Regions from separate parts of the Mus musculus genome. Here regions 2, 3 and 4 are each linked to region 1. A link is a contact called in public Hi-C and promoter capture Hi-C data. All regions are on one chromosome and are shown on one strand. Each heading gives the region's core, a stretch centred on a gene start, on an enhancer-like site or on the middle of the called end of the contact. The rest is flanking DNA. Distances are from core to core; before and after follow the strand shown.

What was found. Promoter capture Hi-C pulls out the DNA fragments that hold promoters and counts their contacts. A called contact is a pair of places that touch in the nucleus more often than the background predicts.
Region 2: a contact with region 1 is called in a promoter capture Hi-C map of liver, with 4 times the contacts expected there. The contact joins the promoter of Utp3 here to the promoter of Gc in region 1. A contact is called at or near these places in 2 of 39 promoter capture datasets (hippocampal neurons and liver) and 1 of 115 datasets of contacts at active chromatin or transcription factors (embryonic stem cells).
Region 3: a contact with region 1 is called in a Hi-C map of liver, with 2.6 times the contacts expected there. The contact joins the enhancer-like site here to the promoter of Gc in region 1. A contact is called at or near these places in 13 of 39 promoter capture datasets (the 3T3-L1 cell line, 3T3-L1-derived adipocytes, the C10 cell line and 8 more), 2 of 484 Hi-C or Micro-C datasets (liver and myeloid progenitors), 3 of 115 datasets of contacts at active chromatin or transcription factors (embryonic stem cells and hepatocytes) and 1 of 9 other capture datasets (embryonic stem cells).
Region 4: a promoter capture Hi-C map of liver shows a contact between it and region 1, with 2.5 times the contacts expected there. The contact joins the enhancer-like site here to the promoter of Gc in region 1. A contact is called at or near these places in 8 of 39 promoter capture datasets (the 3T3-L1 cell line, embryonic stem cells, frontonasal cranial neural crest and 4 more), 2 of 484 Hi-C or Micro-C datasets (both in liver) and 3 of 9 other capture datasets (embryonic stem cells, liver and pancreatic islet).

What each region holds. Positions count from the first base shown.
Region 1 is chr5:89,454,705-89,462,113 of GRCm38.p6, forward strand. It overlaps Gc (vitamin D binding protein), which reads right to left and starts at 3,194. Exons shown (of 13, transcript NM_008096.2): 1 at 2,957-3,194. The coding sequence starts at 3,014.
Region 2 is chr5:88,551,880-88,559,288 of GRCm38.p6, forward strand. Utp3 (UTP3 small subunit processome component) reads left to right here and starts at 2,583. Exons shown (of 1, transcript NM_023054.2): 1 at 2,583-4,211. The coding sequence starts at 2,735. The coding sequence ends at 4,144.
Region 3 is chr5:88,794,643-88,802,051 of GRCm38.p6, forward strand. It overlaps a transcript of Slc4a4 not described here. Among named protein-coding and RNA genes, the nearest start is that of Dck, 33 kb to the left of the region's middle. Within about 2 kb of position 2,664, at least 8 of the 459 cell types and tissues checked have an H3K27ac peak or open chromatin away from gene starts, as enhancers often do. A contact at or near this core is called in hepatocytes and liver, where this site is marked.
Region 4 is chr5:88,925,344-88,932,752 of GRCm38.p6, forward strand. The region is part of intron 1 of Slc4a4 (solute carrier family 4 (anion exchanger), member 4); the gene reads left to right. Among named protein-coding and RNA genes, the nearest start is that of Slc4a4, 42 kb to the left of the region's middle. Within about 2 kb of position 4,493, at least 131 of the 459 cell types and tissues checked have an H3K27ac peak or open chromatin away from gene starts, as enhancers often do. A contact at or near this core is called in liver and pancreatic islet, where this site is marked.

The sequences.
Region 1 (7,409 bases), core at 1,944-4,443:
TATCTTCTTCCTATTATAGGTGAAACTCATGGTCTTCTAAAGGGTGTGCATGTTAATTCTTATACACATAGCGGTGACTGCACTCCTGGCATTGTGCTTTGTAACCATGACATTGCTATTGGTTTGCAAGGAGGCTAATGTTTCTTTTGATGACAGCAGTAACTACTTTTCTGACTTGAGAGCTCGTTTGGAGAGATTTTGTAAAGGAGAAGAAGAAGAGGAAATGTAGCTTTACCATCTTTCATTTTTCTTTCCCAGTTTGGTGTTATACTTAACAGAAACTTGGATGCAAACCAGTTTAGTAGTCTATAAGAGCTTATTTCCTATTGATAATTATGTTCTTAGTAACTGTAAAGCTGCAGCAATAGTTGGTTCCTCTTACTTACTTTGGTGTGGGAAGAGGACCTGGGAAGGTCAGCTGCAGGTTAGCGCTGCTTCTGTTTCAGTTCTTGGGAAAGAACATGGATCAGCCAGCAAGAACTGCCTCTGCACGTCTTGGGCCAGCTGAAGTGTCTGGTTTTCTATGACTTGGTAGATTTCCTAAGTCAGTTTCCCCGAGATAAACCTAGTTCCTAAGAGGGAGAACTTTGTGTTGTGGCACAGCGGGTTTAGGCCCAGTTTGGAAACTGGATCCAGTTTCCAAAAGACAGCTTCAGATTACTGGCTCTTAGGAAAGGTCAAGTGTCTTTAAAAAACTGATTTAAGTAGGGTTTCTTGTGGACTTACCATTGCCTTGTTACGGTGGACACATTGATGGTAAACCGCTAATCAGTAAAGAACGGCTACTTTCTCAAATATGCTGGACCGAGGGAACAGTTTTCAAGCTATGTCTTGAGCACAGGGTGATTGAAATAGTGTTTGAGGAAACTGTTAGGTCTCTCAGAATGTCAGACATAGAGAACTACCACCACCCCACACCTCAACCCGCATCCTAACCCTCTCTCTAGCCAGTCTTGCGGCCATTCTGAACTGGAAGCCAGCTGCAGTCTCAGTCTGTGCTCTACCACTTCCAACCAGCAGGGGGCATGCCCAGACTCCATCGGATCATAGCATGGCTCCCGCTGACGCAGTTGTGGCTCCGGATGCCACACTTGGTGTGGTAGAATAGGGAACCACAGATGAAGCATGTCCTGGCAAATACTTTGTAAATGTATTTTACATGGCTCTGGGTCTTGTCTGGTCTACAGGACACGGGCTATACGACTTGAGGGAACTGATTTGATCTCTCTCTCCCCTCTGCCCCTCTCTCTGCCCCTATCCTTTCCCTCTCGCTTCATTTGTTTCCTTTGGGACTATGGCTGCTGAGAATGTGAAATAAAGGTGGGAGACTGCCTTTATGTCTGCAATTTTGAAGCTGACCCAGGGGCTGCCTGCTGAGTCCAACCCTAGCACACCCTGGGATTTTTGGTTTTGGAGACTGAGTTTGAACTTGCTTCAGTAGCATATCTCAAGGTTATATGTATCCCCAGACACTTACAAAGGCGCTTTCAGGGCTGCGTATGGCACCACCGCTTACATAATTCATCTATTCACTAGTACCTATTTTTCTAAGATTTGGTAGTCTCCACTCAGGACTTATAGCTGTAGTAAGCATATGCAGATGAATAAAAATGAATTTAACATAATTTAAATAACAAAATAACTCACATAAAAATGTGAATGCAGGGACTAGAGAGATGGTTCGGTGGTTAAGAACACTCACTCGCTGCTTTTTCAGAGGAACAGGGTTCAATTCCCAGCACCCACATGACAGCTCACAACTACCTGTAACTCCAGTTCTAGTGGATGGCACTCCCACACAGGCATACATGCAGGCAAAACACCAACGCACATAAATTAGAAATAAAGTCAAGACTGAGTTTATTCTTGCCATCATTAATAAGTGATAATTCCCAGGGAGGCATATACTGCTGGTTAAATGTGTTATTACTATAAATATACATGAATGGTTTGAATGCTGCTGTCAAGAAAGAGTACTAAATGAACATCTTAATTTGACAAATCAGAGTGTGTGCAGATGCCCTTATAAGCATCAAAAAATAATCCAGAGATGAAAATTATTCAAAGGGAAATCTATAAAATAACACCTAAACTGTACAATAAAAGGCTAAATTAGGGTTTAGAGATCATCTGGAAAAAAATCAATGGAAACATCTCTGGAAAGTTTTCCAGTTGCAGAATTTATGAAGTTACACACATGTCCTGTGACCTGCTAGCACTGTCGGAAGCCTCAGAACACTGCAAAGGCCAATGTCCCAGGGCAAGGGTGATTTCCATGAAACACCACCCCTGTTACCTTGTTTATTATTTTATTTCAGAGATACTAAAGTTTCTTATTTTGTGTGAGAGGTATTTTTAAAAACTCTCGTTCCTTGCAACTGCTGAAGAGTACGATCCTCTAAGGAGGATCAAAGAGCTCTCTCAGCTGGCGTCTTGTACCACTGACATCGTGATGATACCAAGGAGGGTAAGCATTTGGGAAATAAAAATGCTTAGTTGTGTACCAGAGGCCCCGGTTGCATTATAGATCTTACTTATCCAATGTGGGGAGGAAAACTGAAAGCTTACATAACCCTACTTTCTTTTAGGAGTTGTTTTGCTTGTTTTCAGATGGTCTCGGGCAGCCCAGACTAGCCTTGAACTCCCTATGCAGCCAGTTCACCAGGGAAACTTGAAATCCCAAGATCCTCCCACTCTCACCTCCAGTGTTCTGAGGTTGCAGACATGCACCGCCATACCTGCCTCTATCTTTAGTGAGCTACTTATTTCTTATGTGTGGGGAGCATTTCTTACTAATGCTACATGGCCCAGCTGAGCTCAGATCGATCCCTCTTTGTTCCTTCTTTTATTGTCTTCTAGAGCATCCACTATTTCTTCTGTTAGTTACTCTTCAAGTTTTAAAGTGGCACTGGGAAATTAAATTAGCAATAGTTCTTAGTGAAAAGAGGAGCCTTACCTCTCTCTAGAGCGTGCCCAAAGGCTAAGGCCAGCAGGAGAACCAGAACCCTCTTCATTCTGCGACCAGAGAGTCTTGCAGCACCTCCTCTCACCTGCCGGCCACCACGCAAAAGGCAGGAGCACAGGATTTGCAAACGATCCTAACTAGAAACTCATCAATTATTAATCTCTGCCCAGAAGCAAGGGACAATCAGCCTTGTTCCCAAAAATAGATAGTAATATCATCATAAGGCAAATAGATACCCCTGGGGAATATGGAGGAGAGTCTGGGAGGTTTTAATCATTAACTTTGTCACTGGGAAAAGCCAAGGCATGTGGATACTTTCCCACTGCAGTTTTTCCATGGCATCTACTTAATGTACCAGTAGGGGTACACTTCCCTATTCTATATGGAGGAAAAGATATGTCTATGTCTTCTCTGGGTACTCCCTACCACTCCTATGTATTGATGGAAAAATTGGGAGCTGTGTTTCTTCCTTTCTTTTTCCTCCTGTTCTCCCTTTCTTTCTCTCTTTAAATCTAACACAAATAAGCATTATTTTAAAATATCACAGATTAGATATTTTAAGTTATGAGTAAAGAGCAAGAAGCCAGTTAATTTATTGCAATTCTCTAACTCCATGAATTTAATGTCATTAGGTAATTGTGGTGACATCATGCCTTATATCTATGTGTTACAGTGCACTATTGAGTATATGTTTAGAATAGCTCTTGAGATGAGAAAAATAATAGATGGAGAGCTTCAATGGCTGGCTTACCATTGCACATGAGCATGTGAGTACCCACCACACACACTCACACACACGATGTGATGTAAAAATCTTAGGACCACTGCAGATCAGTTAGAGATCCCTCTACTACCATGTGTTTGACATATTTTATAATAGCATAACTAAAAAATTCACAGGGACCTTTTAGGACTTGATATCTTGCATCTCTATCTTAGAAAAGAGAGTCTTCCCTCATGTGAATCCTGTACCTTGCCCAGAATGTCAGATATTGATCTTACACTGACATTGGGTCCTCAGGTTCAGGAACCACAGTCTTAGCCAGCTCTTATTTCTGAATAATATAGATTTATTTCTCCTCTCTAGACCCATTGTTCAGTTGTGAACTCTTAGGGGGGGGGTTGTTGGTTTATTTGTTGTTTATTTATTTATGTATTTATGTATGTATGTATGTATGTATGTATGTATGTATGTATGTATGTATGTATTGCTCTTCCCTTAGTGTGGGATTAAGATGAACCATGTGCCGGATATCTAATGCATGTTTGCACGCATTAATGTTCTTTCATTTCTCCTAGTTATTCTCCCTGACTACTCATGTTTCCAACATCTGAGGATAGCATAGGAACCACGGAAATCTACATTCCATTTGAAGATTTAAAATTCAACCCCATGTCTGGGCTCTTAAAGATAGGTGCCTGAGAATGCCCTTACCAATCAATTCAGTGGTTAAAGATTAGCTGTGCAGACAGAGTCCACCAACATCTCAAACCACAGTAAACAGTTACCTGCTTAGTCAGATCAACAACTGTATGGGAAGTGAGTGGGTGTTAGGTTCAGTGGTGTAAGATTAAATAGGAACTATTTCTTTAAAAGCCAGTGGAACCCACACAGCAGAAGATATCAACAGAGGCCACAAGCATTGCTGAAGACACACAGGCAGCTTCCTGCTCACCCACTACCTGCGTTCTGTGTAAAGGTTAATTTCATGTGTAATACAAGCCTGCATGATTTTCTTTCCCTTGCGAAAGTTAATTTAAAGGAAGTTTTATTCTTAACTACAAATATTTGGAAACAGATGTCTCAAAATATCAAAACCACCAAGAACACACAGATTGGTACAATTGTTAACAGGTTTGTATATTTTTAATGCCAAGATTACACTATAAATATCATTAGAATCTACATAGTATCTCAGTCATGTTCTCATAATTTGTTTTTTAAAAGATACATTTAGACTGTTTTCCATGAGTGCTTGCAACAAAATTTAAGACTAGCCCATATCTATTTTTTTTTTCAAATTATAGCTCTATCTGTGTTTTGGAAATACACTCTTGCTGTTTAATGATAAACTACATGTTGCAAGAATTGCAACATCTGAATTAGGCACATTCTTGAGAAATCTCCACACAAGCTGCCAAAAACAACTTTCAGGGATGCATCTGTCTTTTTCTAACTGAAGATCAGCACAAATGCACCCATTTCAGTCTGACCTTGGTGTCTCTTCTTACTCTTCTACTGCTGTCCTAAAGTAGAGCAGAAATACACAAAAGTGGCCTAAAGGACACCTTGTGTGACAATTGTTAGTAGTAAATCTAATGTGAAGAAAACTGAGACCAAATCAAACTTCAGAGCCTGTAATAGAACAAGCATTGTAGAAACTGATGAATTTATTGTAGAGATACACATTTAATTAAATATTTAGGTAGTGGACTTGTACAGGCATGTTCTTTATATAGGTAATTTATTTAGGAGTGAAGATGGCTCCAATGCTCTTATCTGACCTTTGTGGGCACTTGCACATATGCCACACACACACACACACACACACACACACACACAAATTCAAATGAATAAATCTTAAACATCTTATCAAAAGTGGCTTCTCTTTTTTCTCTGTCCTTCTCTTAGCTTCAGAGGAAACGTAGACTCTTGTCCTCATCAGGGGAAGCTGGGAGGAGAGAGGAAGCAGCAGGGCCATTCTTTAGTTCTTCCTGCTGCATTTCTCTTTTCTAAATGGCTCTCAGGTCTTGCACTCTGAACTAAACCAGTGTCTCTGGCGTCTGATGCTGCCAAAGACTGCAGGGAAATGCCCCAATACCTTACTCCAGTAGAAATGACTTCTTCCTGGGAGTTCATCTGCCTTGTGACCTGTATTCTATTAAATTTGCCATCAAAATATTTGTCTGATAACTGATAAATTGGATAATAATATTTTAAATAATATCCCACATTTAAAATGTATCTACCACTCCATAAGTTATTATTTAGAGTGTTGAGTCTAGTTAGCAATTTAGAAATGCCTAATGACTAACAGTGATGATCACTTGTAGTGTGGCTGATTGCTAAATTCTATTTTAACCTAACTGAAATCTTGTGCCCTTTGAGCAAAGTCTTGGTCCCAGTTCCTCCTCCCCCAACTCCATCATCTGGTACCCATAACCTTTCTATTCCATTTCTATAAGGCTGGTTTAGTTTAGCTTCTACATGTAATAGTGACCTCACAGTGTTTGTCTATAAATGCCCGAATTTTAGCACAAGGCCCTTCAGGCATCAACAGTGCAAATGATTCCATTCCTCCTCCTCCTCCTCCTCCTCCTCCTCCTTCTCCTCCTCCTCCTCCTCCTCCTCCTCCCCCTTCTCCTCTCTCTCTGTCTCTCTCTCTCTGTCTCTCTCTCTCTCTGTCTCTCTCTCTCTCTCCCTCTCTCTCTCTCTCTCTCCCATCTCTCTGTCTCTCTCTCTCATACATACACTTCTCACATAGATGTACATTGTATGTACATACATATGCAAATAAATATATAATCACATATATACATATGTGAGTGTATTTCCTTCATTTGTTCAGGGATGGGGATTTATTTACCTTGCTTGCATATCTTGACTAATGTGGATAATTCTATAATAAGCACAGAGGTACTGGTAGCTCTTTGAGACACTTCAGGACTTTAGATTGTGTACCTGATGTGGCAGATCTGGATCCAATGATCAATGTAGTTCTGTAGTTTTAGTTTTGAGACTCTTCTGTGGTACTTTACATAATGGCTGAACTAGTGAACAATTCCCACCAGCAAACAGTATGTACGAGTTCCCCTTTCTCCACATCCTCAGCAACACCTTTTGGCATTCATCTTTTTGACAATAGCTATCTGGACAGGACAGAGTTGACAGTAATACATTAGGAGTTAAGATAGATAGATAGATAGATAGATAGATAGATAGATAGATAGATAGATAGATAGATAGATAGATAGATTGTAGATGTAGATATAGATATAACTATGGAGAGAGAGAGACAGAGAGAGAGAGACAGAGAGAGAGGGAGAGAGAGAGAGAGAGAGAGAGAGAGAGAGGGAGAGAGAGAGAGAGAGGAAGAGTGCAGTCTGGATTTCAGGGTGTTCTTGTGAAGTCATTTTCCTATCCTTGCCCTGTGTGAGACGTTACAGAGCCATTTTCTCATGGATTCTTCTTTATCACTGGAGCTTATTCGAGATAAGTTTCTATGCCTGGTAGTGAAAAGGCTTCTAGCTAGCCATTAAGTCATTCTATTACTCTATTACTGACATTTATCTAAAACATGGAGAAAACACTGCTAACATCGACCTATTGGAAGCCTCTCAAGCCAGGGTCTGGGTGTAAAGTTCTAAGGTTGCCACTACGGTTAGACTCTTGGTGTCTGTCAAATGGAGTGACATGAGGAACAGCTTTCCTGGGCTTTCTGCA
Region 2 (7,409 bases), core at 1,333-3,832, 900 kb before region 1:
AAAAATGGGGCTCAGAACTGAACAAAGAATTCTCACCTGAGGAATACCGAATGGCAGAGAAGCACCTGAAAAAATGTTCAACATCCTTAATCATCAGGGAAATGCAAATCAAAACAACCCTGAGATTCCACCTCACACCAGTGAGAATGGCTAAGATCAAAAATTCAGGTGACAGCAGATGCTGGCGAGGATGTGGAGAAAGAGGAACACTCCTCCATTGTTGGTGGGATTGCAGGCTTGTACAACCACTCTGGAAATCAGTCTGGCGGTTCCTCAGAAAATTGGACATAGTACTACCGGAGGATCCAGCAATACCTCTCCTGGGCATATATCCAGAAGAAGCCCCAACTGGTAAGAAGGACACATGCTCCACTATGTTCATAGCAGCCTTATTTATAATAGCCAGAAACTGGAAAGAACCCAGATGCCCCTCAACAGAGGAATGGATACAGAAAATGTGGTACATCTACACAATGGAGTACTACTCAGCTATTAAAAAGAATGAATTTATGAAATTCCTAGCCAAATGGATGGACCTGGAGAGCATCATCCTGAGTGAGGTAACACAATCACAAAGGAACTCACACAATATGTACTCACTGATAAGTGGATACTAGCCCAAAACCTAGGATACCCACGATATAAGATACAATTTCCTAAACACATGAAACTCAAGAAAAATGAAGACTGAAGTGTGGACACTATGCCCCTCCTTAGAAGTGGGAACAAAACACCCATGGAAGGAGTTACAGAAACAAAGTTTGGAGCTGAGATGAAAGGATGGACCATGTAGAGACTGCCATATCCAGGGATCCACCCCATAATCAGCATCCAAACGCTGACACCATTGCATATACTAGCAAGATTTTATCGAAAGGACCCAGATGTAGCTGTCTCTTGTGAGACTATGCCGGGGCCTAGCAAACACAGAAGTGGATGCTCACAGTCAGCTAATGGATGGTTCACAGGGCTCCCAATGGAGGAGCTAGAGAAAGTACCCAAGGAGCTAAAGGGATCTTCAACCCTATAGGTGGAACAACATTATGAACTAACCAGTACCCCTGAGCTCTTGACTCTAGCTGCATATGTATCAAAAGATGGCCTAGTCGGCCATCACTGGAAAGAGAGGCCCATTGGACACGCAGACTTTGTGTGCCCCGGTACAGGGGAACGCCAGGGCCAAAGGGGGGGAGTGGGTGGGTAGGGGAGTGGGGGTGGGTGGGTAAGGGGGACTTTTGGTATAGCATTGGAAATGTAAATGAGCTAAATACCTAATAAAAAATGGAAAAAAAAAAAAAAGAAAAAAAAGACAAGACCCCATGTGGTATGCATAATCACGACTTTGTATATCCTTTTAAATAAGGAAGCTGACATAAAAGGTCATACATTTGAGATAGCTTAGGTGGTAGCCCTGTCTACTAAGCTTGACACCAGTTCGATTCTCTTAGACCCATATGTCACTTCTCCCATTTGACTGAGTTTTCTGTTTGGTGTACCCGTGCGCCCTCCTAAACCACAAGGTCTCCTATTTTGGCCTTTATCTCTTTTCCTTTTCCTCTTCTTCCTCTTCCCTCCTCTTTCCTCCTCCCCACTTCTTCTCCCCTTCTCCCTCTCTCCCCTCTCCCTCTTCTTTCTCTTCTCCTCCCCTCCCTTGTTAAATCTATTTTGCTCATTTCCTTCCTTCATTCTCCTCTCTCCTCTCCCCTCCCTCCCTTGTTAAATCTATTTTGCTCATTTCCTTCCTTTATTCTCCCCTCCCCTCCCCCCCCCCATCTCTGCCTAAAACGCTGCCACGGAAGTTTGGTGCTTGATCAATGTTGAAGAACACAACAATGAATAATCATTAAATGTTGCAACCCAATTCTATACATAGGAGGCTGTCCGCGGCTGACAGCCTCACAGTTTTCCAGAACGTCTAGAAAAGCGAAGCTATTCCAGTAGAAGGACACCGCGCGTCTTTTACTCTTCCCGGTTACATCGTCCCCAAAAAACCCCGAAGTCCTCTCTCGGGTCGCCTAAAAGCAGAGACTCGCCGCGCGGGGCCCGGAAACGCGGCGCCTACGGTAGCAACTCCCAGGCAAAAACAGAGAAAAGCACCAATCCGGGAGGCTGAGGCTGACAACATGGCGAGTCCCGGCTTCAGAAGTCAAGACAGACAAAAAACAAAACTAAACAAAACACAAACAAAACCCTGACTAACTTCCACTCTGGCAAACGGAGAACACGAAACCGTGAGCTGGGCAACTATCTAGCGTGGCCCAGTGGGCGCCCTGCCGACGCGTGGGAACGTAGATGCCCCGCGCCCTCTGTCGGCCGCGGGCTGTCTCGCGGCGTCCCTGGCGGGATTCCGGCTTCACGCCGGAAGTCACCAGAGAGAGAGAGAGCTCGGAAGTAGCCACAAAAGGATCCGCGGAACGGAAATATCCTTGGCCTAGCGTTCCTACCCGGAAGTTTTCATTCGCCGGAACCGACTGGTTTTTAAAAAGACACGGCGGCGGGATTACGCTGGGGGGGGGGGGGGGAGCGGAAGTTTAGGCGCGCGCGCTGCGCGGAGAGCACCCTGGGAGCGGAAGGAAACAGGCCTTTCCCAGACTCTCTGCTCCGGTGGTCACCGACTTGGGTTCGCGGAGCGTGCTGGTGCTGAAAGCCTCCGCTTGCCGGCATCATTCTGGGCGGAGGTCAGAAGTGGCGGAAATCGCGGCGTCGCTTGGGAACCCGGGACCGCTGGTGAGCCATGGTGAAGAAATCACGGCGGCGTGGAGCGGCTCAGTGGGCCGCCGTGCGGGCCCAGGCAGGTCTCACCGCCACGGACGAAAATGAGGACGACTTGGGGTTGCCGCCCTCTCCAGGGGACTCCAGCTACTACCAAGACCAGGTAGATGAGTTCCATGAAGCGCGATCTCGGGCAGTCCTGGCCAAGGGCTGGAACGAAGTCGAGAGTGGGGAGGAGGATGGCGATGAGGAGGAAGAGGTGCTACCTCTAGATATTGATGATGGAGATGACGAAGATGGAGAGAGTTCGGAGGAGGAGGAGGTTGGAGAGGATGATGACGGCGGAAGCTCCGTGCAGAGTGAGGCTGAGGCCTCTGTGGACCCTAGCTTGTCCTGGGGTCAGAGAAAAAAGCTTTATTACGATACGGACTATGGTTCCAAATCCCGAGGCCGTCAGAGTCAGCAAGAAGTAGAAGAGGAGGAAAGAGAAGAAGAGGAGGAGGCACAGATAATTCAGCGGCGCTTGGCCCAAGCCCTGCAAGAGGATGATTTTGGAGTCGCTTGGGTGGAGGCCTTTGCAAAGCCGGTGCCCCAGGTAGACGAAGCTGAGACAAGGGTTGTGAAGGATTTGGCTAAAGTCTCGGTAAAAGAGAAGCTGAAAATGTTGAAGAAAGAATCACCAGAGCTCTTAGAGCTCATAGAAGACCTCCAAGCCAAGTTGACAGAGGTGAAGGATGAGTTAGAACCCTTGTTACAGTTGGTGGAGAAAGGGGTCATTCCAACTGGAAGAGGAAGCGAATACCTGAAGACTAAGTATAATCTCTACTTGAACTATTGCGCCAACATTAGCTTTTATTTGATCTTAAAAGCCCGGAGAGTCCCTGCACATGGACATCCTGTTATAGAAAGGCTTGTTACCTACAGAAATCTGATCAACAAGCTGTCGGTTGTGGATCAGAAACTGTCCTCTGAAATCCGTCACCTCCTCACAGCCAAGGATGGTGCTGTAAAGAAAGAAATGACTCCAAAAGCAAAATTAACCAAAACCAAGCCCAAGTCTGTAAAGCAGGCTGCTGCTGTTGCCCTGACTGATGAGCCTGATTTTGATGGGGCTGCTCTCAAGTACTATAAGGAAATGGAAGACAGGCAAGAGTTGAAGAGAAAGAAGGAAGAAAACAGTGCTGAAGAACAGGCTCTCGAAGAACAAAATGCAAAGAGAGCCATTACCTACCAGATTGCTAAAAATAGGGGACTTACACCCAGGAGAAAGAAGATTGATAGAAATCCCAGAGTGAAACATAGGGAAAAGTTCAGAAAAGCCAAAATCCGACGACGAGGCCAGGTTCGTGAAGTTCGCAGAGAAGAACAGCGGTACAGTGGTGAACTCTCTGGCATTCGTGCTGGAGTTAAGAAGAGCATTAAGCTTAAGTAAAGTTGCTCTTTGGCCTAGCTTTTGGCAATTATTTTAGGTCAATAAAAAGTGTTTTGAAGTAAAGTGATTGTGTTTGTAATACCTATTTTTTTTTCTTTAAGTTTAAAATTTGTTGTCAGCAGGGAATTAGGGGTTGCTGCTTTGGGCTTTGTTGGTTGGTCTTTTGTACTGGGTGCTGAGAACTTGAACCTGGAGCCTGTGCATAACTAACCAAGCACTCATACAAGTGAGCTGTCTCCAGCCCGGGGTTGCTACTTTATTCATCCATTAAAGTCCTACTAAGAATTGTAATTGGAGGGTAAAAAAACTGTGTAATATTTTAGCACATTAGCCTAGAAAGTTTCCCCACCTAGTTGTGCAGTGTTAATGAAATTAACACTTTAACACTTTTATATAAGTTTTCATGTGGAGACAATGAAAACCTTTGACAGTCATGGGGGGGGGGTTGTTTGTTTCTTTTTTGTAAGATAGCCTGCAAAAGTGATCTAACAGATTTCAATTATAATTGTAATTCTTGGGACAGAATATTTGTACATATGCATTTACCGTGCATCTGTGGTAAAAAGCAGCTTTGGTTAAATGTGACAGAAAGGATAATTGCACCAATTGTATTTTTTTAATAATCCTTTTTATGGTAACTAAGGTAGAAATTCCATATCCCCTCTGCTGGTGATTGGTGGTGGTTGCTATTTGATTCTCAGTTTGCTGGGAATTTTAAGGTTAAACTTGCTCTAAGCAATTGTCTACTCTCTGTACAAAGATGATGTGGTTGTAATAGTCACGGATAAAGACGCTACAATTCTAAGTTGAGCTGATTTGGTGGGTTGGGGCCCTTGTTCTGCAAACATGCAGACCTGAATTTGAGTTCTAAACAACAACAGTTACCTGTGCCTGTAGCCCCAGTTTTGGGAAGAGGAGATAGGTAGATCCCAGTAACTCACTGGCCTGCCAGGCTAGCCAAAAGCAAGCTTCCAGCTCAGTGAGGGACCAATCAAGGCAGAAAGGTCAGAGGAAGGCACCAAGGTACCCTGCTCCTGCATGAGTGCATTTCACTTGGCCCTATTATCCACATTTTGAAAATGAGGAAATTTGGAGCAGAGAGAATTAACTTTGTCAAAATCACAAAGCTTTTATGCATCACAGGCAGGATTTCAGCCCAGCCTTGCTAGCTTTAGAGCTTAACTCCTTTTCAGATGAAGTAGAAAAGCATACATTTTGAAGTTTCCTAGGTGATTTTGAGTAAATCGAGTTTCATTTTCTTCATCTCTTAGGATAACTGTTAGGATACCAGCAGACTGATTAGACCACTTGAATTTTAAACCAAAGTCTTATTTAGTAGCTATGACTTTAAACAAAATACTTGGTGTCTGTGTGCCTCCGTTCTATTTTTGTTGGGTAAAACCAGGATAGTGGGGCCTAAGGATGTAGGTTTTAGTGTAATGCCTGGTTTCCAGGGAAGCCTTGGGTTAAGTCCTCAGTCCTGCTTATCTCTTATGATAGACGTGGGGGCCAGCTTATATAATTCCAGCTTGATTATTTGTTGTTTCTGGGTTTTTGGGGTTTTTTTTTTGAGACAGGGTTTCTCTGTATAGCCCTGGCTGTCCTGGAACTCACTTTGTAGACCAGGCTGGCCTCGAACTCAGAAATCTGCCTGCCTCTGCCTCCTCTGAGTGCTGGGATTAAAGGCATGCGCCACCACGCCCGGCAATTCCAGCACTTGAAATGCAAGTGTCAAGATGAGAAGTTTTTCAGGGATATTCAGCAGTTCAAAGCCAGGTTGAACTGGCTAAGAGTAGTGCCTACTTTGGAGGACTTAGGAGAATTAAGTGAACTGATACATGAAATATTTAGAACATCTGTTACATAGGTGTCACCTAATGAGTGTTGTGTCATCGGTACCAAGTTAATGTCCTACATGGGACTCCTAAGTGAAATGTTTCCTTATTTAGCCAGCTTCTGTGAGCCCCAGATGGCTCTGGCTTTAACAGGCACTCCAGGAGATTCTGATTCAGATGGAACACTGCAAAGTCCTAGGCTGAGCATACAGTTTATAATAGTAGGCTGTTAGCTACAAGAATGAGGTAGGAAACAAAAACTGGATAGTACTAGAGAAACTCCAATCAGTGGAGTTTTTTCCTCTAGAACTATAGAAGAAATCACAGTTTATACCTTGTCAGTAAGTAGTTCAGCTCTATGAAACCAGAAGCCCATAGGTTTGGCTAAAAAATAATAATTAATTTGGGGTGGAGGGGACTGAGAGTTCAGTGCTAGAGCGCTTACCTAGAGCGCGGTCAATCCAAGAACTGTAAGGCAACCACAGTACAACTGAAGGGTTGGAAGGATGGTGCAGGAGGACTGTCATAAACACATAGCCTATATTAAAGGCCTACATGGTGATGTGCACCTTTAATCACAGCACTCCAGAGCCAGAGACAGGTGAATCTCTGACTTCATGGCCAGCTAGGTTTACAGAGCAAGTTCCAGGACAGTCAGGGCTACACACACAAACCCTGTTGAGAAACAAACAAAAAAGGGAAATTAGACATACTGTGGGAATATTTTGTTGTTTTTGGGTTTTTCTTTTGTTTTGTTTTTCGAGACAGGGTTTCTCTGTACAGCCCTGGCTGTCCTGGAACTCACTCTGTAGACCAGGCTGGCCTCGAACTCAGAAATCCACCTGCCTCTGCCTCCCAAGTGCTGGGATTAAAGGGAATGTTTCTTTTGTTGTGGGTTAATAAGTAACCACTTTGGGCCGTTTTGTAGTTTGGGTAAATGAGGGGATTGGTGAAATCAAAAAGTGTATTTCAACATCTTGAATTTCTTAATAAGGTGATCAATTGTAGGCATTTTTATTTCTACTGTGCTGAATATACCTTAACATTAGAAATAAAAGCCAAATTATTTTTTAAACCTCAAGGATTTGCTAATCTTTTAGAAGAAAAGGAGTCAGAGAACTTAAAGCAATCTTGTGCATTGCAAAATGGAAAAAATAATAAAGGGAGAGAGAGAAAGATTTTTGTTGGGCCTCAGAAAATCAGGGAACATAAAGCTCTCTAGGTTGGAAGAGGAGAAAAGGTGTGTATCTACTGGAGCACAATGCTAGCAGGAAGTTGGGAGTAATGGGGATAGCAACCAAAGGAATGCCAAGTATGTTAGGCCAAAAGCAAGACAAGGTAGGAGGTAATCCTGGAATGGTAAGGAGGGGTTAAATCACACATACACACCTTCACTAGCAGCTTAAGGAGCTCAGGTGGTGTCCCTGACA
Region 3 (7,409 bases), core at 1,414-3,913, 660 kb before region 1:
TGCACACAAATTTGTTAATTTAAGGCCAGTCCTATTTTAAGCTGTACAATTATTTTGAATAATTGTGTATTTAAGAAGATTTGACTTTTTCATAGCTTTCTCAAAATTGGTAATTTTTTTCTCCTCATTAAGGGCTTGAGAAAGGCTCATTTTGTTAGCTTAGTCTTAAGTATAGTAAAACCATTAGGTGCAAAGTATTACTTACTTACTTACATTTGTTATTAGAAACTCAATGATACATAAAGGAATAAGCATTCAGAATAATGTCAAAGCAAAGATAAAATTTCAGGTGTAACTTTCTTGTAAAGAGAGTACAGGGACTGTTTATAGAGTGGTTTGTTACTTAAGGCGTCTTTATATATTTTGTCATCCAGTTCTTAAATCCTTCTTTCTCAGCTAACAAAAATAGGTGATCTCTTTTGTCTGGATACATACCTGGTGTGTGATAATATAATAGTAAGTCTCCAAATATTGGCTTGACAGAAAATGAACTTATTGATGCAACTGTTGATACTGCTATGTACACATGCCTCACTACCCAGTGTGAAAATACCACTCTCAAGCTAGAGCTGAGTTCTTATATTTATTTTCATCATGATCTTTGCTTATTTGGTCTTTAGTTACATTTGTTAATTCATGTAACATGTAACTACACGTTGCTGCTGCTTAATTGGTCTGTAAGATCGTGGTAGATATGAATGGTGTTTATCCACCACCGAGTCCACTGCCATTGTCAGAGCATCATCCCTGGATGGGAATAAGAGTGCACATTATGAATTATCGGACCACAAAACCAGGAGTTTGGCTTTGCGACCGGTGGATGATGGATGCGATTTATACTTGATTGAGGTGGGAGTTGGGCTGGAGAGAGTGTCTTTTCTGTGGCTATGGTCAGTGGGAAGGCTATGCACCATGATACTTATGATCTGGGGCAAACCCAGAAAGATGTAAAGGAGAATTTGCTGTATCCCAGAACAAGGGACAAACCCAATTTCCCCCAGTTCTGGGCCTTTGAAAATATTTCCTGACCTCCTGCGCTTCATTAGCAGACTCCAACTCCTCCCTCAGTTTTCAGCTGTAGTTTTCTCCACGAAACTCTGGCCTAAGGCTGAATGAAGTGTCTCTCTTCTGTGTTAACCACAGCACCAAATACGCTCCTTCTTGCCACACATTATAAAATTGTGCTGTGCTGGCCTATTTTCATTATTGTTGTTTCTGTTTTTTTTTTTTTTTTCTCCTATGTGTGTGTTCTCTACTGATGCAAACTCCATGAAGATGGGGCTTATAGGTTTTTGTTACCATTTTACCATAAGTCAATAACGGGTAATCAGTTTTTGTTAACTCCATAAATGAAAGGGGAATAATGAGAAAGTAGAAGACTCTGAAGGTAATTGTCATCTACTGAGTATCTGTGAAGTGAGTCGGCCTTCACAGATGTTAATATTTAATCCTGGTAACAGTCTAAATAGGGCCACTGAGGTTCAAAGGACTTCACTTGGTGAAGTGACACTGCTTTGATTTGTTTGAGCCAGAATCTCGGAATGGAAAGCCTTTTTCTTCCCACCTGGAAACACTGCCTCTCTCACAACTTTATCTACGTAAATGGTTACAGGGTGAAAAACATCTGTATTCTCTCTAATAAACTTCTAAGATAGGCATTGTCGCCTGATTTATAGCCAGTGAAAGGCATTGTTTTTTTTAAAATGAGATACCCTAGATACAAGTGCTTTGCTTTGCTCCAATCTCACAGCTGCCTCCCTCTAGAGGACTCGCGCCTCCCCACAGTGAGACGGAAAAAGGTTTAAAGATTTCTAAGAGTCTTTCATGACAGAAACGACTCCAGAGAGATACACCTCAGAAGGGCTGGGATAATTTCTACATTTTCTTTGTCATTTTTCCTTCAAGAAAGCTGTTAACAAACTTGGGAATAATTGCTATTAATACTATCAAGTTCTCCCCCCCCCCCTTTGGTGTCTGATTTATTGATGGTTTCGTATCGCTGCGAACTCATTCAGCAGACTGTCCACGCAGTCCACTGCAGGATGATCTTGGATTTGAGGCAGGTCCTTCTGCTCTGCCACTGGCCCTCTCGGAAGCAGCTTGTCTACCAGTAACCTGGCTTTCCCGCAGTCCTTGGACTGCAGCTTCTGGCAGGAGGATCTAAAGGGCTTTCCCCAGAGGTCGTTGACTTAGGCCACTGTTGGCCTGACTTTCCTTTGCTCTTTACCCTCCCTGCGGTCCACTTCTGTTGAGAGGAGAGCGATCCGGGTTGCGATGTGGATGAGGAATGTCTGTTTCTGACAGCAACAAGCACATTTGGTGTGCAAAGGAACATAAATGCATTTTCTGGGTGTTGTCAGCCTGCTTGGCAGCTGCTTTAACACATAGAGGTCACAAAAAGGAAAGAATATGTCTTCCTAACTTCAGACATGTGTTCCAAGCAGATTTCAGTTCCCTGAGACCACAATGAACCAAACTTTCATTGTAATTTCTTAACATAATGTTACACTTAAATGACTTAAAGGCCAATTGCAAATTTGAGAAGAAATTGCTCTAAATCAAATACAATGCTTCCTAATATACATTTCGGCCACTGGTTCTTTTGTTCGGTGTCTTAGTGCTCTCTGTAAATGTTTGATGAAGCCACAGTTCATTATTGACTTTTCTTTGATCTTCCCACTAGTTAAAAATATTTGTGTTTCTGCTTTCCTTGTGACTTTGCGTTTGTGTTGTCTGGCGCTGGAATTTTCTGAGCTTGTGGGGGAGAGAAGGAGAGGAATGTGGATAATGTAGGCCCAAGTAGGTTGCGGCTGGATAAAAAGAAATCCTAGGCTAGCTTTTTAACAGTGGAGTTATAATTTATATAACGATTGTGAATTTAAGCTGAGATTGGTGGTACGTGCATGCTCAAAATCCAGTACTTGGAGGCAGAGGAACAGGGATCCAGAGTTTGATGTCATCTTGGGCCACATAGTGAGACCCTGTCTCAAAAAAAAAAAAAACCACCCAAAACCCAAAATAAAACGAAACAAAAAACAAACCAAATGAAACCAAGCACTATGAATATAAAACAGATTTTACACACACACACACACACACACACACACAAACAATAACTCAGCAGAATAATTTTAGTACCATACAGGTACCCAAGGGCACCTTCCTGGGAACAGTGAGCTACCAGAAAAGCCACGATGCTGAGTTTTGTCACTGTAACTTGGTGGTGTTAGGATCACCACACTTTTTTTTTATTGAACATCTAAAAATTACATTTACACATATATTTTGGAGTTGGGTGGGACAGGTGAGTACCCCGGCATGTGAACCGAGGTCAGAGGACAACTTGGAGTTACTTCTTTCCTTCTACCTCATGGACCCTGAGAATCGAACCCTGGTCAGCTGCCTTTACCACTTGAGTCTTGTTTTGTTCCAAAAGTGACATAGATCTTTTTCTTTTCATTTTATTGGGCAAAGTAAGTTGTATGACCAATCGCCAATGCAAAGGGAACTATAATACTACTCTGAGCCCACATAGAGAAAGACTGGATCCCCCCCTGCCCCCCCCGGCCCCCGAGACAGGGTTTCTCTGTGTACCCCTGGCTGTCCTGGAACTCACTTTGTAGACCAGGCTGGCCTTGAACTCAGAAATCAGCCTGCCTCTGCCTCCTGAGTGCTGGGATTAAAGGTGTATGCCACCACTGCCTGGCCAAAGACTGTTTTTTAAGATTAACATGGAAGAGGGATACCGTCTTACAAGTTTGATTTCTAGCAATATGATGAGGAAGATATTTGGGCTTCCCAGTTGTACTAAAAAGCAACCAAAGTTCTGAGTAGAATGTAAAACAATTACCGAATACTTTCATAAACAGAGAAAAAAAATCCCACTCAAGTCAGAACGACTGAAAAAGGGACCATAGAGACCAGGCTACAGAGTGGCCTCTGAGCTTTGGTGTAGTATGGGGTAAGAGGCTGAGAGCCAAAGTTCTGAGAAATCTTTAATAAACAGATCTGTCTACGCTATGAACAGCTTTCTTTTGCTGCCTCGGTTGCTGAGTAAGTTTCAGGCAGTCTGTAAATAGGTAGCTCATGGGGAAAAGGGACTAAGAGAAGAAATGGGTGGGAATGGATATGAGCAAGATACCTTGTAGGCATGTATAGAATTCTCAAAGAGCGAATAGAAATTCCAAAGTAACTGGTTTATGTTGTTAAATTTTGGTAGAATGACATGACTGGCACCTAGATTTTAATGTTCTCATCCAACAATATAAGAAACACATTTCCTCAATTTCCATAGTTTGGGGCTCAGTAAAGGCATTTCAACAAACAGTGATTACTTTTAACGTATCAAAATGCTATTTTCTATACTATTGAATAGAAACTATATGCATATTTCATAAAACAGAAAATCCATAAATGGACATACTATAACATCAACTATCTCTTCTTAATTTCCTGGTCATTGTTGCCTACCCAAAAGATTCATGAGTATAAGCCTTCCCCCACAAACACAAAGCATAACCAATGACAGTATTCGCAGCTCACTGTTTCTCCATGTAACTGCACATTACTCTAAGAGATCATTTCAAACTATGTGGGTTTGTCTTACCCTTGAAAGGCTGTATGTATGTGATTGAATTTTATACATGTATCCCACTTGTTCTATTTTGGTATTTCAGATACTTCTGAATACATACACATGTGTGCACACAGACACACACACACACTGACTCAGAATACACACTCACACAGTCACTCACAAATATATACACTCACACGCATAAATACATACTCATGCACACTTTCTCACACACATTCACACACACTCATTCACACACACTCATTCACACATACTCATGTACACTCATTCTATCACATATATACACACACACTCACACATACATACACTTACACATACACTCACACATATACACAGACACACACACAGGCACACAGACACATACAGAGGCACACACACTGACACACACACACACACACACACACACACACACACACACACACCCCTCTTCTCACCGCTCTCCATTATCTGTTGTATATGATAAATTCATAGATGCGGAACTTCTGAGTCAAAGATACAGCCTCTTAAAATCATCTTACTCTTGCCAAGTGGTGTGCGGCAGGACTCCTGTCACAGTGCAAGGTTGTTCTCTTTTCTCTCCGATGCAAAATGTCTTTCAGTTCTTCTTTCAGTAGTATGGAATATATCTGAATTTATAATTTTCATGTTTTATATACTTAGTATTATTGTTTATAAATTTATTCTGTTTCAGGTACTTTATGCTCTTGTTTTTAATGTTTAAAGCTTTGATGCACTGAAAATCTGTGTTGGCATGAAGGACATAACATAAAATCTCCCCATAGTTGGCTATTCTAATTGTTTCAATACTTCCTTAAAAACTACTTTCCCCACTGTTGTGCAGTGCCATCTTTATTTATAACCTAAATTACCCTTTATATCTCTTTCTTTAGAAAATTTAAACATTGTACGTGTGTGTACCATGTTGTGCAGTTGGAAGCCAGAGGACACGATGCAGGGTTCTGTTCTCTGCTGCCGTGTGGGCTCCGGGGAATTGAGTACATGTTATCAGGCTTGGCATCCAATGCCTTTACCTGCTGTGTCCTCATGCCTGACTCCGGTACCATTACACCTAACTTCATCTATGTCCTAATTGTATTGGACGCAGGTTTCTTCAGATTAAAAAGCTATAAAGTATGAGTCTCTCTCACTCTTGTGTGTGTGTGTGCGCACGTGTATTTTATACATACCTATGTATGGCTGCCATGTTCAGAGCCCAGAGGATAATGTACAGCATCTTGTTCTGTCACTTTCTGCCTTCTCTTGAGATAAGCTTTCTCACTGAATCAAGAGCTGCAAATTCTTGGTGTGGCTGGTACCGACAATCCCCAGAAAAACTCCTTGTCTGTCTTGTACAGTAGTTAAAATTACAAGCTCAAGCTCCATGCCTGGCTGCTGCTGCTTCTTTCTTTCTTTCTTTCTTTCTTTCTTTCTTTCTTTCTTTCTTTCTTTCTTTCTTTCTTTCTTTCTTTCTTTCTTTCTTTTCTTCTTCTTCTTCTTCTTCTTCTTCTTCTTCTTCTTCTTCTTCTTCTTCTTCTTCTTCTTCTTCTTCTTCTCCTTCTTCCTTCTTCCTTCTTCCTTCTTCCTTCTTCCTTCTTCCTTCTTCCTTCTTCCTTCTTCCTTCTTCCTTCTTCCTTCTTCCTTCTTCCTTCTTCCTTCTTCCTTCTTCCTTCTTCCTTCTTCCTTCTTTCTTCTTCTTCTTCTTCTTCTTCTTCTTCTTCTTCTTCTTCTTCTTCTTCTTCTTCTTCTTCTTCTCCTTCTCCTTCTCCTTCTCCTTCTCCTTCTCCTTCTCCTTCTCCTTCTCCTTCTCCTTCTCCTTCTCTTTCTTTCTCCTTCTCCTCCTCCTCCTCCTCCTCCTCCTCCTCTTCCTCCTCCTCCTCCTCCTGCCAGAGATCCAAACTCAGGTCTTCCGAGTACCCTTCTTCCCTAGCTACCTCTCCAGCTCTAGAGTCTTCATCTTTAAATTCCCACAGAAGGGATGCCTTAGCATTCCATTGCCTAACTCCTCCGACTCAGTGACTCTAATTTCTTCCTAAAGAGATCAATGCCTTAGCCACTCAGAGTGCTTCTTGCTTTTGCAGAAGACAGGGCTAGGTCCCAAGGAGTCCACCCACACTGCATGCATGCATAAAATGAAAACATAATCTTTGAGCTCCCCACAGGGAAGATATTATTAGGACGGAACTGAAGTTACAATACTTCCTTACACATTCAAGTGTTTCAAATTTTTGTTCAAATGTGCCTTTCTGTGAGAATTTATTTACTCTGATTCTCTGTAGACTTATGTCCCACCCCTTTCCTATATCATTTCCCCTCCAGAATGGTTTTCAGCATTTCACCACTTGTCTATCTAGATGGTCTGCTTTTATAGTGCATGTGCATCTCACTACTGGAAGGTGTGCTCACTGGAGCAGGGGTCTTACCTTTTGAGGTCCTACTGCATCTTTAGCACCTAGAATTTACACATAAATTACATAAAATATACAGACATCTGCACCACACATTAAAAAAAGAAGCTCCCAATACTTTATAGATAGAAATTTTCCAAGTTGATATAAGAAAAGCGCCTCTAGTAGATTTAAATAGAGAACAAGTGTAGATTAACTCAAATACTTGATGGATGCTAAAAGATTATGACATAACACTAAAAATTTCTGTTACCTGTCATCTGTTTTGACATCCTGATAAGATCACATCTGAGACTCTTCACATCTCAGATGGGGAATAGGGACCCAGGAAGCAGTGGCTTTCCAGAGGAGAGTAGGCTGAAAGTTAACGGATGTGCTGGTAGAGTTCCCATGTATTCCCCCGACTA
Region 4 (7,409 bases), core at 3,243-5,742, 530 kb before region 1:
GGTCTTCACTTCTACCCCTGCTGTCTCTATTTTATGGGGAAATCTCGTCTTGGGGGAGGGAATCAGAGCAAAGGATGGACATCTATGTGTATGACGATGCCATAGTAGAACCCGTTATTTCATATGCTAACCACATTTAATACTCAACTGGTTAAAGGAACGAACAGCTCGGATGTTCTTAATATCTGCTCCATCAGCACTATACAAGTCAGTCAGACAAACTGCAAGTGTCCAGATTGAAATAATGCATGGATAATTCTTAACATGTTGCCTGGAACGTATTAAGAGCTTCACTGAATGCCGGCAGCCATGCTATTGCCAGTCTGTCGGTTGTTCGGGATGGAAGATGTGAACTGTAGAGCTGCAATAGTGGTGAGAGTGGGGGAGGGGAAGCACTTCTGCTGATGTCAGTTCTGTGTGTCAGAGGTGACCAGGGCAGAGGCTATACCGGATCAGGTGCCATGTGGCTGACTCCCAACCTGGTGTCCTGAAAAAAAAAATCCCTGCTTTTGAGTCCCTACCCATCTGCCATCTTGAATCTAACCTGAGGTTAATATCCATGAATCTAAAGTAAATGTTGATAGAATCATAGACTGACATGAATGTCAATGTGATATGGCATTTACTTATTGGTGCAGCCAGTGGCCTATCTACTACAAATAACTAATCACGGACTGAGCTGAAATGTCTAGAGCTTAAGGTTTACTTTGGCATGTCAACTCTTTGTCCTACTTGCAAAGTAGCTGCCATGTAGCTTCTTGGTAGGTGTATTTGTACACATTGTGGGATTTTAACTCGTCCAGTTGCAGGTCTGAGGAGCAGGGCTGAGCCTCGCGCTGACTTCTTATGTGGCTTCTGGGTATCTGATGTGCTAATTAGAGAAGTACATCCCATGCAAGCTAGGGAAGGCAGTAGCTAAGGTGTGTGTGTGTGTGTGTGTGTGTGTGTGTGTGTGTGTGTGTATGTGTGTGTGTGTGTATGTCTGCTGAGCCTCTTCTTCTGGGTTGAGTAGCTTATAGTCAACAGGAAGGTCCTTATAAAGAAGAACCAATGAATGATACTCAAAAGGAGGTAGATGCTAAATTGTTTTATGAATGAGTGGGTTGGGAAGGAAAGCTTCGGATGCCAGTGGCACAAACTGGAACGTACTGGTGTGGGGAGATAGGAAGCTCACCATCCACTCTTGCTTTAAGACTAGCATTGTAGAGAGCTCCCTTGACTGGAAGGTGCCTTCTTCACATGATGGGCTTGCAGCTATGCCTATCTGTTTCCCCATCATTATACGTGGTAGCTTCCTTTCTCTCTTTTCTTTCCTTGGCTACTGGCTGTGGAGAATGGCCACTGAAGAGGAGGAAGGGACAGTAGAGGGACATGTCCACTGCTGTGCTTGGCCCTAACTTCTCTCGTGGAGCAGTACTACCTGTGTCATCTTGCCTGACTCCTATCTTAGGACCTTTCTATTCCCACCCCAAACTCCTCGAAGAGAGACAGTTCAGAGTTAAGGGTTTAGAGAGAAGCCTCTGTCTTCTGCCTGGCAGGAAAAATCTTAAGAAGACATTGAAAGAGCAGGTGCTTCAGGCAACATGAGACCCAGGAAGCCCATTAAACATTAAACGTGAGTGTAGACTGAGTCCGGGGAATGTCCTCAGCACCAGGCTGTCATTCTCTGGTTAGCATGGGTGTCCTTCCCAGCAGTCTCACCGATAGCATGCTATGTCCTTGCAGAGGACTCTCCCTTTGGATCCCAGTGGCTTTCTTATCCCTAGAGCCCATATGGACCTCTTGCCATTTCAGGCCTTGGCTTTTGTTAAATAGTCTGGTCCAGACTGTCAGAGCTCAGGTGGCAACCTGGGCACAGAGCTTGGGAGGCCCTGCCCCAACTTGGAGAAGATTCAAGGGGAGAGTTCAAAGGCACACATGCGAACCAACTCTCGTTGGGACGGATTTCTAGCCCTTGGTTTATGGATTATTCAGATCTTAGTATCTTATCTGGTTCCTACAAATTTCGTGTAGGAACATTACGATGAATTGGACTTGGTTATTTCAGGGACTTATTTAACCAGCATGAACTGCTGTAGGCTTCTTGGAAAGAGATGCTGAATGGGGTTTGTTCACTGTCCAAAGACACAGTTACTAAAGAGGTTACGCTCAGTGTCGCTCAATTCCATCTGCACCTAACCACCAAGCAAAATAATATGTCCAGGATGATAAGTGAATACATCTTAGTTGGAATTTTGACTCAGTTGTAGATTGGAAGGCATAGCTGAGGAGAAATAGAGAAATTACTTTTGGAGGACAAACCCTACACTTGGCCAGTTTTGCTCCATGTTGATTAGCGCTTTAGAAAACTATAGCATAACTTGTATTTCCACTTCTGGAGTTCAAGGAACTCTTCAGATCTACCCAGTTTTATTCGTCTTCTCCTCTCTCTGTCTGCAGTCTGTATGTTTTTATTATCTGTGTAGATCCATGTTCCTGTCACCATGGAGGATAAGATGCAGAGTTAAGCTGGGACCACATCCATTGCTGTACCACTCATTCATAGCCACCAACACTCCCGTCTCTAATCCCAAGAAACTTCAGGTCGGGTCCTTTATATGGAAAAGCTGTCATTCCAGAAGTGTTATGTAAATGAATTGTACAACATCTGAGTCTTTGTCTTAGCATAAGCCCCTATAGATACATTGTTTTAGTGTGTGAATCAGTGGCTTCTCCTTGCTTACCACTAAGCCATAGTCCATGATATGGATGAACTATAGCTTTTAAACCATAACCATTTGCCTATAGAAAGGTACTTGGGCCAGGTCTAGTTCTTAGCTATTAGGAATAAAGCTACCATGAACACTCACAGACAGGTTTCTGTATGAATGTAAGCTTTCATTTCTCCGGGACAAGTGTCCAAGAGTACAAAGGAACTTGTAAGGCAGTTTGTAAGTCTAGAATTATGTGCAGCATGCTCCTGCTCTGGGTTGCAGTTTTACTTTTACTTTAGCCTAAAATCTGATTTCATGTGGGGCCACGTTTCCCTGGCCCTCGGCCTGTGTCAATGACCAGGCTGATTAGGGAGCTCCTGAGTTGGGAGGGCGGCTTACTCTACATGTGACCTGTTGGTCTGTGGGAGACAAAGCTGTGATCAACCACGTTTGTCAGCTTTGCTGTGCCGATCTCTCTCTTCCTTTTCTTAATATATCTCTCCAGAGCTTCAGCACTGTGCATGGTTAAGCCAGTGACCACCGTTGTTCTTCCTCACTTCCTGTGGGGACACAAGGCCCCCCAGGGACCTCTGTGAACTTGGGAAGGGAATGGTTACAAACTTTCCTTCCTTCTCCTCTTGCCATCCATCGGCTGTAGTGAACACATGTTGCCAAAAGATGGCAGTGCACTTTACAGAGCTGAGATGGCTCTGTCACCCAGGACTCTGACAGCTGTATGTTGCTCTTTATATACACCTCGCAAATACGGACAGCACATTTTACAAAGTAACAAAAGCACCGATAAAAATGCTGTTGGTTAAAAAAAAAACAAAAAAACAAAAAACAAAAGAAAACATCGTGTTTGCAGCGAGCTTATAATAAAGAATGATTCTCTACCTCTTAGAAGTGAGGAGGACAGGGGAACATTGTTTAGGCATTTTTGTGCTGTTCTGGAGTAGAAATCTGTGGTGTGCTATGTTCTATCTTTTATCTGACTTAAGGTCAGCCAAAGAGCCGGGAGAGCCTAGTTTTGAGGTTTGAGCTTTGTGATACCTTTAGACTGTAAGCAAAATTCCCCAGCAACACTGTTCATAATTACCACAACAGCAATGGCTGATATAAAAGTCTTCACTCTCGGTATTTTTCCACGTTTTATACATATCTGTGCCTCAGGGCATGTGAGTGCAGAATTGTTTAGCATATGCTGGGTACAGAAAAGCTTCTATAAATGGAGAGGTGATGGGTTCATTGGATGTCATCAACAAACCAAATGGCGAGGATAGAATATAATGTTTAAATACAAGGTTAACTAATAAAATTGAAGCTGCGTGCACTGATTGAACCAGTGATGTCAAACTCTAGTTTGGACATGCTGACAGCCGGAGTCATTCTGCTCCCTGGTGCCACCTCTGGAAGCAGGCAGAAGTCCCTGACAACAGAGACTGTGGGGGAGATAGGCTGGCTCTGGATACCGCTGGCTGCCAGCTCTAGCACAGCCCCTCTATACTGTGGAGAGCATGCTGAGGTTAAAGTGTTCGTTCCACAAAATAGATGCCACAATCCGAGGACACGCAGCATAACTGTCATTCCCGGGGTGACAGGGAAACAGGTGGCTCCAACTCAGGCAGCAGCCTTTTTGCTAGTGCACCTCTTGGCAAAAGCCCCAGGCTAAGAGAGAACTGTGCTGCATGAAGTTCTAACTCTGAAACCAGATGCTGTTACCATAGAGACGAGTGAACTGCTACCGTGGGAGGCGCGATAGGGAAGCATGGGAGAGGGAGACAGGAGGGCAAGTGAGGCGAATCTAAAGGCTAGCATACCCGTAGACCTTCAACCTTTAACAGCCCTGGGACTAGCAGGCTGGTGCTCTTGAAGCTTGTGCGCTGGCGGCCTGCCACTTGCTGACTGGCTGAGTGGCAGCTGCTTGCGCTGTGAGTACTAGTCTGCGAGCACGTTGGCAGTTGGCAAGGGCTCAGGGGGGGTGGGATCTCAGAGGGCTGGAATGTGGATGGGTGCTCTGGGCCTAGTGGCTGACAGTTTTGCACAAATGTTTCTCGTGCCGGACTTAAGTCACCCTCACAGGCCTGCTCCGTGATTAGGACCGGCTGGTGAGAACCTGCCCATTTGGCAGATGATTTGACATGGGTTCCAGTTAAAGCATTTTGCTATCCCAGAAAAATGGAGATTTAGAACCCCCTCCCCCCACCTTTTCCCCTCACCATGGGTCTGGACTTGTATAGAAGGGGTTTAACTTCTCCAATCAGAGGCCATGTGATATGAAGCTTGCCCTCCCTCACCCCTGAGGCTGGTAAGGAGCTTCCAGAGCCACTCTGCATTTTGCCTCACGCTGGCTATGTGAGCAACAGTATGCTTCCTTCTCTGATTTCAGCAAATGCAGGGCACGTGCGAAGGACATTTTAAAGGACAGATTTGGGGGCCTGATTACGGACTGGATGAGTTAATTTCTTCCTAGTGATTTATAGAGGGAGGGGGGAACTGGTTAGGTCAGCCACTTTACATGGTATCTCTCTCTGTCTTACTAATAATAGCCAGCAACTGCTAAGAAATGTAAGGCTGAATAACTGATATTTGTCATGTAAAGAGGAGGGACTGCCTCTGCCCCGTGCAGAAGGCCAAAGGCATCAGGATGACTTTGCTCTTGAGGAAGAGGAACGCCGCCAGGCTGTGTGCTTTTGCCCTGTTTCACTCGCTCCTTTTTGGCAGAGAAGAGGCCTATTTGTGGGCATTCTGTATGAGCCGTCAGAGAAAACGAGGCTCTGATGACTTGCTATGTATAGTCTTGACGGGAATGTGAAATATGCACCAAAGAGCCAAGGAATGCACCCAGCGTGACCCCCACTCCGTGCTCAGACGGTGGGGTTGGGTTGTTTTCTCAACTTGGCCGGAGGGCTTGGGTGCTGACCTTTTTACCTTCCCTTCCAATCTCTTGGGTTTCTTGCTTCCCTTTTGCTTTACATGTGGCATATAATTTTTGGAACAAGCTTCGATATCTAGGTTTAGAAAATATATCAAGAGACAACAGGATGCTTTAAGATCCTGCCTGATGGATAAGAGGGTCCAAAATGGCGTCTACAGTCGGTTGTGTTGGACTCAGCATGCTGACTGACCTGGGGTTAGTTCTATTTTCCGGAGGGAGGATAAAAAAAAAAGTTAGGGTACATGCAGTGCTCTGGGATTCTGTCGTGCTTCTGAGGAGTTTAGGAAAATGTTCTCATTGCGACGTCCTCCTTATCTGTGTGCACAAATGCTGGGTAGCCGGTGGCTCCTTGCACTTTGGACTGTTCCCTGAGCACCAGAAGATGTCTTCGAGAAGGTAGACGTGGTTTGTGTGTCCCTGGTGTCTGGAAGTATGCAGGGTGCACAGTAGATACTCAGTTAATATTTACTCTCCTCCTCACTGGAGGAAGGTAAAAAACAGAAGAAGGAACAGACGAGCACCCTCTCTGTTCCTCTCTCCCCCAGCACCGAGAGTGGCCTGTTTCAAGGGGGTCTGTAATAGGCACCTGCATCCTCCCTATTGGCCAAATCCAACTTTGGCTTTCCCATCTCCGTCCTTCTCAGTTTTCCGGTGGGCTTGTCTGCTCTCTCTGACTTCCATGTCACCCGTGTCCAGCTTACACTGGTCTCACTGCCTGACTTGGGGATGTTGGTGTGTCTTAGCAGGTAGTCGCAGGTCCGCACCCTGATCCTACTTCTCTTTTCTGCATGCTGGCATCTGGTAACGACTCCAGCACCAGCTTGATGCATGGATTTTGCCGCATTTAGCAACAGCCCTGAGTCTCTAGTACCCGGCTCGGGCAGTTCTGATTGCATCAGCAACTTTTTTTTTTTTTCAGGATTCACATCTCAACCTTAAAAAGTGTCCAGAATGAAGTCTCCATGGCTTCCCAACACCCCGATTTTCACACAGTGCTCTTGGTTTTTGTGGTAGTTTACGAGTTTATCTTGTGCCCTAAGCATCTGTTTTCCACATCGCAGGTAGAGTGACCCTTTGGGAAGGGAAAACAGTTCATGCCGGCCTCCGTCTCACTGTTCTTCAGAGGCTTCCAGATGCCTTCAGCTCTGACTCCTTCTCCTGGCTTGCATGACCTGGCTCCTTCCACTTCCTGGACGGTGCTAAACTTTCCTATCCTAGGGTCTTGGCCCTTGTTTTCCCCTTTGCTTGGAAGGCTGTTGTACATTTTTCACACAGTGACTTTGCCCCTAGTTACGTCACTTCCTCAGAATCCTCACCGCACCACTGAGACAGCCTCTTGTGGGGTTTTACTCTCTGCAAAGCTTCCAGCGCCCTCTGAGATTATCTTGTCCCTCAGTTCGTCATTAGGTTGTTTTTTTTTTTTTTGTTTGTTTGTTTTTGTTTCTGTTTTTGTTTTTTTTTAAGGAACATTTTGTCTTATTTGTAGATTTGTTCCCCTCCCTCTCAAGAATAATAGGAATATAACAAGCTGTAATTAAATATTTGCTGAATCCATGAGTAACAGCTGTATTATTTAACCATCTCAAGAGTCTTAGGCTCAGAGAGATTGGGAAAATGACTTGATTTCTTAGCCTTTAAGGTAGCCCTTTCCCACCCATAATTCTACTGACTGGCCCATATCCTATTTTAATCATTTAGTTTTGAGTGCAGAGAAGAAAAGTATTCTGGCGGGTATCAGGATGAGCCTCGATGTCCAGGCTCTTGTCTGGAAGGAAGAC